Linked DNA regions of Danio rerio: region 1 is linked to region 2. The links are chromatin contacts, called in public Hi-C maps. All regions are on one chromosome and are shown on one strand. The core of a region is the stretch at or near the end of the contact, and the rest is flanking DNA. Distances in the headings are between cores, read along the strand shown. Region 1 overlaps LOC108191741 (a long non-coding RNA gene). Region 2 overlaps pmp22b (peripheral myelin protein 22b).

Region 1 (6,928 bases), core at 108-2,607, 83 kb after region 2:
CACTAGAAAGCTGTCATGTAGGCCTACTATATCCCAAATGTTCTAAAGCCATTTAATAGTTTAATGTGAAGTACAGATAAATATTCAAGTGCTTAAATTCATGTTCAGTTCAGCACTTCTCTCTGCTGTGCCTGTCAATCATTCTCAATTCATTCACAATTTAATTTAAACTGCGTGTCTTGTTCGTCTATGACAACACAAAAAACTTTCCCCATGACTATTTGTTCTTATTTAAATAATTAGTTGAGAAATGCATTTAGTTTTGCATTAAATGGGTTCATTTTGACCTGCAACAAGGAGTTCATTGCTGCTTCTAAATCATGTTGCGCTGTGTCTGTTAGATCAGCAGATCACATTCGCTACACAGGAGTAGAGAGAATTATTACACGGTTATCTTCACACGCAAAGTAGGCTTACCTGAAATTTTAAATTAGAAAAGGCTCAATACTATATTGGACAGAGCCTCGACACACTGATTTCCTCCCTTTAACCTGCTTGGTTTTGGAAGTGTCCGCAGAGACCGGAGGGCTGCACGCAGTGTCTCAGTGATGTGGCAATCACTTTATTCACGTAATGGCTGCACAGACGCGATGTGCGCCGCTTCTCACATTCTGTTCTCTCCTCCTTCCAGCAAGTTTATTTTTTCTGAGGTGAATACTTTCAGTGCTGCGAATAGTTTGCAAAGCCTGGCTCATTTTAGTCAGAGTAGTTAATTAAATTAACAAAAGTGAAACTGACGGGGGCAATATGCATTGTCATTAACAAAACAATTATTTAGCCTAATATAGAAAAAAAAAAAATAGAAAAAAATTGGCCCAGGATTAGATCTGTATTGAACAATACTAAACATTTTTGTATTGGATCGGTTCCAAAAAAATGATATTGGTGCATCCCTAATTGGCACATCTTTTAAGGTAATTATCTCAAGATTTAGATTTTTTTTGTTTTTGATCCCTCATTTTAGATTTTCATATAGTTGTATTTCGACCACATATTGTCATCCAAAATAATTGAATTTCAATATAAATAGAGGGCACTGCACATTTTAGTTTGGTGAATTGCACAATAATGCTGGTCTAATGCCACAGAGATCAGCGCTAAACCAACGAGAGTCATGTAGTACAACAGTAAAGTCATTCAGCCTGAGCAGTGCTAAAATTCCTCCTTGTTATTCTTTCCCTCCCTTTCTCCCTGTGTGGTTCTCCTCGTTCAGCCCATGGAGTGAAACAGTAACTGCTGCGGTGAAGCTTCACTTGTTGGTCTGCCGTTCTTCTTCCACGTGCCCATCACGAGTCGGGCCTCCCACGATGGAGCTCCCGGCTGAAGCTCGTCCTGGGAAAGCAGAGGCGTAATCATGGCCGTATTTTAATGAGCTGCTGAAATGCAGAGGAGCTCCTGCCCTGAGAAACAGCTGCAGGCTTCAGTCCATCTATGGAGGAGAGCGTTCAGGAGGAGTCTTCTCTCCCGGGTCAGCAGTGCTTGCCCCTGTATGGCATTACTGTACACTGGACTGCCAGCTCTACTGAAGCCCATTCCACATTTCTGCTGTCTATGAAACACTCTCATCCAAGACACATCAGATGCTCTTGCAAGTACAGTAGCTGCATGCCAAGAACAAGTAAGCTTGCTTAAGCTAGAGCAATAAAGTCAACATAAGTATGATACAATGCAGATTTTATTGCTGTAGACTTTATTCTACAATGCATAAGTGCACTCTTTTTTTTCGCCATTGTTTTAGAACTTTTGATTGAATTTCCTATGGGAGAAATGACAAGGAATAATTAACGGCAGAAAACAGTCAAACTACTTGCTTTACAAACAAGTGTGTTCATGACTATACATAACGTAGAATAATATAATAGAGTAACGTCAGTTTGCAACATCAAGAAGCTTATCAAGCTGTTTTTAACGTCTAAAGTCAATAGAAGTGAATGAGACTGAAGTCTCGAGCCAAAAAGATTCCAATGGCTGCTCCTGCTTGTACGTGAAGAATAAGGTCAATAGCACATTTGAACAACATTTCAATTTCAATCATTTTGTGATTGAAATGTTTCGAGCATAAAATAACACAGACAATTCTACAGACACTTCTTTCTTCACAACAATATTCAGCAATGTTTCAACATTAAAATCTGATCCCTCTAATCGACTCTGAAATCTCTTAAATGGTACATTTCAATCGAGACTTAAAACCTTCCACAGTGTGAGGATAATTATCTTTATATATATATATATATATATATATATATATATATATATATATATATATATATATATATATATATATATATATATATATATTATAAAGATAATCTTTAAAAATACAAGTTTAATTGGTTTAAATCCCAGACTATGGAAGAAGTGTTAAAAATGTGTTTCTTAAATGCAGGGTCATTTGGATAGAAGTGTCTGGAAAATGCATAAATATAGTTGAATTGATTTCATTTTTACCCCAAAAAGAGAAAACACTTACATTTACCCACCCATGTGTCACTCCAAACCTGGATGACTTTTTTTTTTTTTTGTCTACAACAAAGACTACAAAATGCTGCAATATTTTATTTTAAACAGATTGTTTTTATTTAAGAAAAAACTAGAAAAAAGAAAATCACTGTTTCCTCAAAGTTAGTATATTTTACTGTAAAAAGTTGGTCAATTCAATTAAATTTAGTTAAATAAATGAATGAATGAAGGTAGCTGTTTGTACATCAAAACACTGGTGTATTAACACAATAAATGAATTAAATATATGATAGTTTTCTGTAAAATCTAGACATTTCTTTCATGGTTTGTACCATGTAGTAACATAGTAACATTCAGATGTTTTTAACCATGTATTTGACTTTATACAGTATAATTTTCTCTAGCTATAAAACATGTCAAGTAATCAAGGCTTCATGATGTAAAAATTAATTTATACATTCATTTTCTTTCTGGCTTATTCCCTTTATTCATCAGGGGTCACCACAACGGAATGAACCAACTTATGTTTACGCAGCGGATGACCTTCCAGTTGCAACCCAACACTGGGAAAACACCAATACACTCTTGCATTGACACACATATACTACGTCCAATTTAGTTTATGTAATTCACCTATGGCGCATGTCTTTGGACTGTGGGGAAACTGATGTGGACACGAGGAGAGCAGGCAAACTCCTCACAAAAATGCCAACTGATCGGCCAGGGCTCGAAGCAGCGACTTTCTTGCTGTGAGGTGAGAAAAAAAAAACCATATATATATTCATTCATTCATTATCTTGTCGGCTCAGTCCCTTTATTAATCCGGGGTCGCCACAGCGGAATGAACTGCCAACTTATCCAGCAAGTTTTTACGCAGCAGATGCCTTTCCAGTTACAACCCATCTCTGGGAAACATCCACACACACACACACTACGGACAATTTAGCCTACCCAATTCACGTGTACCGCATGTCTTTGGACTGTGGGGGGAACCGGAGCACCCGGAGGAAACCCACGCGAAGGCAGGGAGAACATGCAAAGTCCACAAAGTACAGCCAACTGAGCCGAGGTTCGAACCAGCAACCTTCTTGCTGTGAGGCAACAGCACTACCTACTGCTATATATATATATATATATATATATATATATATATATATATATATATATATATATATATATATATATATATATATATATTTTATTTTTTTTTTTTATTTTATTTTTTTTTTTAAATGCAAATACCTAAATAATTGACTGCATTTAGAAGGCAGTCTTCTGACTACACCATATCTACAGCAAATGAGGTGACTGTAGATTACGTCAGTGTGTTGTGAGTCTCTGTAACCTCGGATGAACTCTTGTGCTACTCTGACATACAGCAAGACCTGATAAAGCTGACTTAAATCACAGCAGTACCACAAATGGCCAGTCCACTCTTCTGAAACAATGAAAGAATTCACAAAACAGAAACTTAAGCAACACATTCTTAATGTATTTCTGGCTTTCTCAATTTCTGAGTGGTCACATTTCAACAATCCTCACAGTACAGTACCTTCTAAACTCTGACAATCAACCAACGATCCCAAAAAAAACAATAGAGCAGCCATATTGTTCTGCCCACTAATCCTCCTACCGGAGACATTGAGATCATACCATCATCCTACACTGATCTCAGTCAAACTCACATCCACCGTCTTCAAGTTCAAGTCTTTTCTGTTCAGCTTTGCCCAAATAAACGAGCAGCCATCCTTTTTTTAAATAATGTCTGTCAAATTATGTATGAACGTATTCCTTTGGTAAATACCATTTAGAATTAGATATGCTTCGCTGTGATAAAAGTAGATGGAAAGAATGCGGACAAGAAAGAGCCTTTTTAGAGCAGATCAAATGAAGTTGAATTATGTGCATCAAACTGAAGAGCATGCAGTGGCGCACCAGCAGGGGAAAGAGCTGCTCTGTCATGACCTCTCTGTAAGGCCAGTGCAATGCTTTGTTTGTCAGAGATCCAGGATCTTAGTGGAGACATTTGTATTGTCACAGACGGAAGGAGATGGAGCTGTTTGACAGAGCAGAACTTGTCCTTTCTCAGACATGAAAATTCAGAAATTAGAGAAAATTACTGTAAAGACTACAGTAAAATGGTATTTTATTATTTTATGTTATTAATATGGGGCGGCATGGTGGCTCAGTGATTAGGGCTCTGGTTCGAGTGGGCTGATCCAGTTGGAATTTCTTTGTGGAGTTTGCATGTTCTCCCGGTGTCGATGTGGGTTTCCTCTGGGTGCTCCGGTTTCCCCCACAGTCCAAAGACATGCGCTGTAAGTGAATTGGATAAACTGAATTAGCCGTATGAGTGTGTGTAAATGAGAATATTTGGGTGTTTCCCATTACTGGTTTGTGGCTGGAAAGGCATCTGCTGCGTAAAACATTTGCCGGAATTGGCGGTTCATTCCGCTGTGGCGACCCCTGATAAATAAGGGACTAAGCCAAAGGAAAATAAATGAATTTTATTAATATAACACAATGTACAAACTTTCAAATATGCCAATGCAGAATATATTGGTTTGATTTTGAAATGTTTGTAGTCCAGTTTCCCCTACAGCTAGACATCCGTTGTAAGTGAATTGGATAAGCTAAGTTGGCTGTAGTGAATGCAGGTCTGTAGCCTGCCTAGTGAAAGGGGGGTTCTTTTTCTCTAAAAGTGGACCCTTTTTTGCATTTTTTCCCACATTTTGTATTTGATTAAGAAGTTTAAATACAGTATTTTGGTCACATTTTATGAAATATTTTGTGCTGGATTACCTTTTTGCAGAAATGACTATTTTGTCAAGTTATTAACTCATTTACTTAAGATCATGTGCAAATTTTTTTTTATTTTTTTATTTTTTTTATGGGGACTTCCCGTAAAGTTAGACATATATATTGATATTTAATAATGCAGTATGTTGTGATAATCAATATGCACAATATTGATAACTATTTTAACTTTTATTTATATCCGATCAGAATAAAACGAATGAAGAGACCAGGTGTAAACAGCCTCAAAAACACAGACGTAACGCGATTAGCGCATTTTGCTGTGAAGTGACAGCTGACGGCTGATGACTCTGTTAGGTATTAAAGCCTTCTTCGGACAGTTATTTTCCAAAATTGTAATGGCATAGTAGTCAAAAAATAGGGAAAGGAGGTTAAATACACAATCAATAATGCCAATATATATATATATATATATATATATATATATATATATATATATATATATATATATATATATATATATATATATATATATATATGGCATGGCTAATGCGGCAACTTAGCCTAGAACCTGATGATTACGGACAGATTCTCATTAGGAAGTAATGTTAGCCTTACCCTTTTTGGCAGTCTTTTTGAACATATGTTCAATATTTTGCGACAATGACGCTGCTGCCTGCTTTCTCTTCCAGCTCGTTTGGACCCATCACGTTGATGATGATGATGTCGCATCAAAGATTCAAGTGTCAGTTGCTGCTCGGTTATGTCACATGACTTGCGTACAAATGCAATCTGTACAAATGCAAAAAAAAAAAAAGGTTGACAAATATCTTTGCCTGGGTTTGGTTAAGAAAACATAAGTTTGTATAAAATATACTAATAAACACTTTAAGATTTTTTTTTTTAATCAAGTTAAAGTTCAGAATGGCTACTGTTTGACTGGAATGATAAACAAATCCAGCTAATATTATTATTACTGGGGTCGAGTTTAGGCCAACTTTAAAGGTGAATAAAAATCAACAAAAGTAATTTTTAAAAAGTTATATTTAGAAGCAAGAAATTAACTAAACATAAAAATTGTGGAAATAGTTTATAAATGCTAACTATAAAATAAATACTTAAAAAAACATTTGGTTATTTAAATTATATATATATATATATATATATATATATATATATATATATATATATATATATATATATATATATATATATATATATTTGTTTAACTTCATGTAAAAAAGACATTTAGCCAACAAAAAATAAATAAACACACATTAAGCTACATTTAAAATAAAATCTGCAAATCTAAATCTAAAAGAAATCTAAAAATAAAAAGTTGTAAACAAAGCTTACATCTGATTCCACAAAATCAAGACAAGCATGCTTTTTTTTTTTTTCTCAAAGTGCCAGTATAGCTACAGCTTGAATAATATGAATCACTGACTGTAAATGGACTGAGAGTGAGTAAATAAAGAGCAATATTTCATTTTTGGGTAAACTATATATAAATATGAGCAATAATAATAATCAGCCTTGCCAAAAGCACTGCTAACCCACAACTTCCCATATGAATCAGTCCAAATAAATACAATTGACATCTGGGTTTAATTTGCCTTTTTAGACCGAACAGATCTTGGACAAACACTGCACCGGATGAGATATTTTTTTTTTAGGATATATTACCACTTAATATATAATTTCCTGA
Region 2 (7,797 bases), core at 1,166-3,665:
GTGTGCTGTATGTCTGCTTTGTGGAAGTTTGGGATTGATGAGGAATGTCGTGGCAGATGTTTCAGTTTATTGTTTAGTATGTATTCTGCCTTTGGTATGTCCAATTATGTTGAAAGGATTCAGTGTTTATGCTTTACCACTGCTATGCTCAAATATGAACAGCCAACTATTCCAGCATATGTTTTACACAACGGATGGCCTTCCAGCCACAACCCTGTACTGGGAAACATGCACCCACACATTCACATTCACGCGCTCATGCCACCCCTTTGCTTAAATATAATCAATTATTTTTCTTTGTTGACCATGAAGATATTTGCCGCATTTTATTTCTGTTTTTGCACATACAGTGAAAAAACAATGGGGTCCAAAACATAGATTTTCAACTGTTTATTAATGCAAATTGCTAGTCAGACTTGCAGCAACTCTGTGTAGGCTTGTAGAAATGTTCAAACAGCTATAATAATGGGGGAGAAATGGGATTAACTGACTTTGAATGTGGCATGTTTTATTGATGCCATATGAGCTTGTCTGAGTATTTCACAGACTGCTGATCTACTGGAATGTTGATGAATGATCAAAATACAGAATCTTAAAAAAAAAAAATAATTAAAAAGGTGAAATTAACCATTGATCTGCAGTTTTGTGAAATGCCTTGTTGATCCCAGATGTCAGAGTTGAATCAGGTAACTCGATAACCACTTGTTACAACTGAGGTTTGCAAGAGAGCATCCAAAACCAATGTGGACCTTTGATAAGATCAGAAAACCTGGTACTAGCAAAATGCACCTGCTAATGTGGTCTGCATGGTAACTCCCAACATCATAGCAAGCTTTTGGATTAGTGGGAATATAGAACTGTTTTTTATAGGCTAGCATTTGTTTACTGAAAGATTTATTAGGGAATTAAACATTGATCTTGTACATGATCACCATGAATATGGTCTAACATTAACCCTAATAAGTATATGGATTAGTTCACTGGGATTTTGATGAACAATTAAAATACAGAATGTTCAAAAGAGAAATGATCCATTGATCAGCAGTTTTGTTCACGTAAATGCCTTGTTGATCCCAGATGTCAGAGGTGAATCAGGTAACTCGATAACCACTTGTTACAACTGAGGTCTGCAAGAGAGCATCCCAGAACAATGTCGACCTTTGATGAGATCAGAAAACCTGGTACTAGCAAAATGCACCTGCTAATGTGGTCTGTATGATTCCATAAAGAAGTCATAACATCATAGCAAGCTTTTGGAATGTGGGAATGTAGAAGAACTGTAGGTTTTTTTTATAGGCTACTATTTGTTCACAGAAAGATTCATTAAGGAACTAAACATTAATCTTGTACATGATCACCATGGATACGGTCTAACCCTAAGAAGAATATGGATTGGTCTACTTGGATTTTGATGAACAATTAAAATACAGAATGTTCAGAAAAAGAGCAATTATCCATTGATCAGCAGTTTTGTTCATGTAAATGCCTTGTTGATCCCAGATGTCAGTGGTGAATCAGGTAACTCGATAACCACTTGTTACAACTGTGGTCTGCAAGAGAGCATCCCAGAACAATGTGGACCTTTGATAAGATCAGAAAACTACAAGCAAAATCCACCTGCTAATGTGTTCTGTATGGTTCCTCCTGACATCAATGCAAGCTTTTGGAATAATGGGAATGTAGAACTGTAGAGTTTTTCTTATAGGCTACTATTTGTTTACTGAAAGATTCATTAGGGAGCTAAACATTGTTCTTGTACCTGATCACCATGAATATTGTGTACCCTTAACCCTAGTGATATATGGATTAATCGACTGGGATTTTGATGAACAATTAAAATACAGAATGTTCAGAAAAAGAGAAATGATCCATTGATCAGCAGTTTTGTTTGTGAAATGCCTTGTTGATCCCAGAGGTCAGAGGTGAATCAAGAAACTCGATAACCACTTGTTACAACTGAGGTCTGCAAGAGAGCATCCCAGAAGTGGACCTTTGATAAGATCAGAAAACTAAGAGCAAAATCCACCTGCTAATGTGTTCTGCATGGTTTCATAAAGAACTCATACAGTATCATCAGTGCAAGCTTTTGGAATAGTTGGAATCTAGAGGAACTGTTGTTTTTTTATAGGCTACTATTTGTTCACTGAAGGATAACCCTAGTTAGTATATGGATTGTATTCAACAGAAGAAGGTTATGCATGTTTGGAATGACATGAGAGCACTGATTATGTAAAGCGTGTCTACATGTCAAACGTGTCGTTGCTGATCTCTTTTCTATCTCAGTCTCCCTCTTCCGTGCCCAAGCAGTAATCAGTGGAATGCATGGGTTGTCCAGCATGTCTATTTCTTATCCAAGGGTCATTCCTTTAGCATCAGGTTTCCACCTCTCTATCTCTTTCCTCTCATGTTCAGCTGTGTCTGCCGCTCTTCTTATAGCCACTACAACTGTCAAGCCACCACAGCTTTACGAAAAGATCAGTCTACTACAGAATAAAGCAAAATCAGAGCCAATACTCTACACTACAGAAGAAACATGTTCTAAAATTAGACCCTCGGATTCAGATTTGTAATATTAGATTAACCAGAGTGGATAACCGCATGCCATTGAGAATAAAAAAGTAAAGCAGTAAAAACCATGAACCAGCTATGACAAGTATCACAATATTACAAATGACAATTGGTCAAAATTGTCAGCTATGGTACTGTATATGATTGTGCTATGGTACAAGGTGTACTCATGCAATCTCATGAAGCAATGCAAATGATAGTCCAATTATAATCTATCTATCTATCTATCTATCTATCTATCTATCTATCTATCTATCTATCTATCTATCTATCTATCTATCTATCTATCTATCTATCTATCTATCTATCTATCTATCTATCTATCTATCTATCTATCTATCTATCTATCTACCTACCTACCTACCTACCTACCTACCTACCTATAATCTATATTAAATTAATTTGAATATATTTTGGCTATTGTTGATATTCAGGAAATTTCAAATGCACTTTTTTAACCAAAGAGGCTAGAAAAAATGTAACGAATTAATTATTATTGTATTATTAATAACATTATTATTATTATGTTTTAATTATTCATTTTTATTGAAATGGCCAAATTGTGACTAAGGACAGTTGAATGTGCAGGCCAGTTTGTTTTTCGTCTAATGAATGATAGTAGGCTACTTTTTTTTTTTTTACTTTAAAACTTTAACAGATTGCTATTTTATCCTAATGATATATGATGTAATAAATTTGTTTTGTTTTTTAATTGCTGTTTTTAGGAAACATTTTAGTACATCAAAAATTATGGTTATGATGATTTTTGACTAGCTAATCCAGCAAAAAAAAAAAAAAAAAAAAAAAATGTCACTAAAATGCAATATTTAAATCTCATAGTTAAATAGAAACTGAGGGGTATAACTGCAAAAAAGCCCACTTTTTGAGAATAAAAGAACGACACCTTTCACCAGGCTGGCTACAGGTCTGTAAATTGCTATAGCTTTTTTTTTTTTTTTTTTTTTTATATTGGTTTTATGTATTTCTGTTGTAATTATATGTGAATACAATTATGTATACATCATCTCCAAAGTAAATCTATAAATAAAGAAACCCAGCTGAACCGAGCGCTCTAGCACACAAATGCTCGCATCTAAATACGCATGACAACTAAGTCAATGGAAAAGCGGTTGTTCCTTGCGCCACCTGGTAGCTATTGCGTAAAACGCAGAAAAAGGCAGCCTTTAGAGCTGCAGTAAATCGCGTGACTGCGGTTGACAAATTGCAGTATTGCACATGCATAAACACGCGTTCTCCGTAGCCATACCTGTTTCTGTCTCTCTGTCTTAAATATTTTTATTTATTCCTATTCAACCATCCATCCAAACGATTTATCTTTTTTCTTTATTTATATCTATCTATCCATCCATCTATCTGTCTGTCCAAAATATCTTTTTTTCAGTAATCAGTTATTATTATTTAAATGTCTATTGTAAATAGAATATAGAAAAATTTCACCTTTATCTGGTAAAACATTTTACCGACATTTCATTTCAATCCTAGAAAAATCTACACTTAAGATCAGAAGCAAATTGACTTCTTTGCACTTTTTTTGGAGATGAATTGGCAATCCAAAATTCAAGCAATGATCTCATTAACAGAAAAACCATAAAGCGCAGGCAGACAGGGATAACCCTAAAAGGGCATTGGTTTGCACTTGTAAAATATCTCAGAATGGAAACAAATGTAGAAATGGAATTTGTTTTTAGGACAACTCATCAGAAACCATGTGAGGAGACTATTCTTGTATACATCCATAAATACACTGGTGTTCTTCTATCAGTGTTTGCATATACTATATATGAGGGGCTACCGCACCCAGACAATACAAATGACACAGTAAATCTCTCAATTATCTCTCAACAATGAAGCAAAAATAGCAGCACATCCCCTCACACAGTTTATATATTCACTGTTACTAAGTTTGCCCTCAGTTTATCTATCCTCACATGAAGTAAACAGACTGTCTTTTCCTTCCTTCAGAGTTGTGACATTTGGAGTTTCCTGATATAAAGTGCGGCTGGACTGGTTTTGAACTTGACAACACCCTATGTATTTCCGTCAGCAGTCATGCGTGTGTATTTCAGGACAGAAGATTTGGTTTTGGAAGGCCTTGTGTTTGCATTTAGAGAGGTATGTATGGTCCTGAGTGTGAAGAATGTGGCTTAACGGATGATAAATATGCAGCGGGGGAAACATAACACAGGGGTGCAAGTACGTGCGCTAATAGTAGACCTTCATAACCTCGGTTTGGTGCATGAAACAGCTCTCTATATTAGGATGATGAATAGGATTTCACGCATACTTTAGCTGCCAGTGTTGAGTAGCTTCGCCACGCCAGCTGTTCCGCATCACTCCCAGTGTAAATTACAGCATTCAGGTGATCTTAGGATGGTTTCAAACTTGGTTACAAATCCAAGATGGAAATGACAATTCTGATTTTTGCCTGGCCATGCAGGAGTGATTTTGCATCACACTTTTAGGACTGATGTGTACATAAAAAAACATATAAAGTTCATTGTATATAGTAAATAAAAAATGGCCATTACATTTGTCTGCGTTACTAGAAACTCTTTTCTGATGGCTTTTCATTTAAAGACAAGTCAATTTAAGAAATGCATTAGACTAGGAATGTTTAATGCATTGATAAATTCACTGTTGTTCATTAAGTTATGGGTTTTTCTAATTCAGTATACATACACTCACCGACCACTTTATTAGGTACACCTGTCCAACTGCTAGTTAATGTAAATTTCCAATCAGCCAATCACATGGCTGCAACTCAATGCATTTAGGCATGTAGACATGTTCAAGATAATCTGCTGCAGTTTAAACCAAGCAAAAAAAAAAGATAATTTAAGTGACTTTGAACATGACATGGTTGGTACCAGACTGGCTGATCTGAATATATCAGAAACTGCTGATCTACTGGGATTTTTACGCACAACTATCTCTAGGGTTTACAGAGAATGGTCTGAAAAAGAGAAAATATCCAGTGAGCGGCAGTTCTGTGGGCGCAAATGCTTTGTTAATGTCTGAGGTCAGAGGAGAATGACAGATTAGTTTGAGCTGATAGAAAGGCAATATTAACTGAAATACCCACTCTTTACAATTGAGGTAAGGAGAAGAGCATCTCTAAATGCACAACATTTTGAACCTTGAGGCAGATGGGCTACAGCAGCAGAAGACAGCGAGTGCCACTTCTGTCAGCTAAGAACAGAAAACTGAGACTACAATTCACACAGGCTCACCAATATTGGACAATAGAAGATTGGAAAAATGTTGCCTGGTCTGATGAGTCTTGATTACTGCTCCGACATACGGATGGTAGGGTCAGAATTTGGCATCAACAACATGAAAGCATGGATCCTTGCCTTGTATCAACCAATCAGGCTAATTGTGGTGGTGTAATGGTGTAGGGGGTATTTTCTTGGCACACTTTGGGCCCATTGGTACCAATTGAGTATCGTGTCAACACCACAATCTGCCTGAGTATTGTTGCTGACCATGTCCGTCACTTTATGACCAAAGTGTATCATCTTCTGATGGCTACTTTCAGCAGGATAACACACCATTTCTTAAAAAGCAAATCATCTCAGACTGTTTTTTTTAGTATTACAATGAGTTCCCTGTACTTAATTGGCCTCCACAGTCACCAGAACTTAATCCAATACAGCATCTTTGGGATGTGGTGGAACTGAAGATTCGCATCATGGATGTGCAGCCAACAAATCTGCAGCAATTGCGTGATGCTATCAAGGCAACATGGAGCAAAATCTCTGAGGAATATTCCAATACCTTGGTGAATCTATGCCATGAAGGATTAAAACAGTTCTGAAGGCAAACGTGGGTCCAACCAGGTACTAGTATGGTGTACCTAATAAAGTGGCCATCAAGTGTATATTAATATTTGAATGTTGAATTTTTTTTCATTTCTCAATTAACTAGATTTATATACCTAATAATAGTTACGGATCTGTTACTTAATGTTCCCATTTACATTAAGTTTAATGAGGGTTACTTGTTGACTTTCAAACCATTTTTGTCCTACTTTGATGTCAATATCAGTTTGCAACACTCTTCGAACTATCTTCTCTTTATTCAACAGGAAGGAAAATTGTGTAACAAGCAGGGGCGTCACGGCGGCGCAGTGGGTAGCACAATCACCTCACAGCAAGAAGGCCACTGATTTGAACCCTGGCTGGGTCAGTTGGTATTTCTGTGTGGAGTTTGCATGTTCACGTGGGTTTCCTCCAGGTGCTCCAATTTCCCCCACAGTCCAAAGACATGCGCTATAGGTGAATTGAATAAGCTAAATTGGCCGTAGGGTATGTGTGTGAATAAGTGTGTATGGGTGTTTCCTAGTGTTGGGTTGCCGCTGCGTAAAACATATGCTGGATAAGTTTGCGGTTCATTCCGCTGTGGTGACCCCTGATTAATAAAGCGACTAAGTCAAAAAGAATGAATGAATGTAACAAGCAGAGGGTGAATAAGCTGAATAATCATTATTGAATGAACTATCCCTTAAATGCATCTTTGCAGCAGAGAACACAAAGCATTATTTTGTGCACGCAAATGCCAGCTGTAGCCAAATCTATTCATTACATGCACCACTGAAAAACTCTGTACAGCTTAAAAGACCATAAAAAACAAACCCCATTAAGAAGCAACTGGAAACTTTTAAAGAAAAACAGCATTTTTTTTCCAGCAGCAAAGCAGCGACACGTGAGAGAGCGTAGGAGAGCAGGACAGAAAAGCCCTATGTGCCCTCCCTCACACCACGCCCTAAACAAACACAGCACATTATAGGTGCTACGCCAACTGACTGTGAGCTATGAAATAACACAGCAAAAGCATTCTGGACCCGCCTCATTACCAAAAAGCACTGAGAGGCGTTTCCCGCTCTAAAACTATGACATAATCATTTCACCCTTTAAGAACAGCCAATAATGGAACAGCGATCCCACTGGGAATATACAGTGTGCAAATACATGTTATATTTACATGCGAGACACACTCTTGAGGGGATAGTTCACGCTAAAATTAAAATCCCACTATCGTTTATTCACCTATTACTTCAAAACCCATCTGAGATTCAATTTTTTTGTTGGACACAAAAAAAGGTATTTTAAAAAATGCTCAAGCATGGCTTTTTTCCTAATACATAAGTTTTCCAGCAACCAGCTTTCTTCAAAATATTTTCTTTTGTGTGCTCAAACAAGAAAATAA

Evidence for each region. A called contact is a pair of places that touch in the nucleus more often than the background predicts.
Region 1: a contact with region 2 is called in a Hi-C map of embryo, with 2.3 times the contacts expected there. The contact joins two enhancer-like sites. A contact is called at or near these places in 2 of 18 Hi-C or Micro-C datasets (caudal fin and embryo).

The regions. Positions count from the first base shown.
Region 1 is chr12:39,330,369-39,337,296 of GRCz12tu, forward strand. LOC108191741 (a long non-coding RNA gene) reads left to right here. Exons shown (of 10, transcript XR_012388139.1): 9 at 1,214-1,618. Among named protein-coding and RNA genes, the nearest start is that of si:ch211-152f22.4, 23 kb to the right of the region's middle. Within about 2 kb of position 1,358, at least 7 of the 62 cell types and tissues checked have an H3K27ac peak or open chromatin away from gene starts, as enhancers often do.
Region 2 is chr12:39,246,011-39,253,807 of GRCz12tu, forward strand. All of the region lies in intron 3 of pmp22b (peripheral myelin protein 22b), which reads right to left. All of the region lies in intron 3 of LOC108191741 (a long non-coding RNA gene), which reads left to right. Among named protein-coding and RNA genes, the nearest start is that of pmp22b, 5.6 kb to the right of the region's middle. Within about 2 kb of position 2,416, at least 5 of the 62 cell types and tissues checked have an H3K27ac peak or open chromatin away from gene starts, as enhancers often do.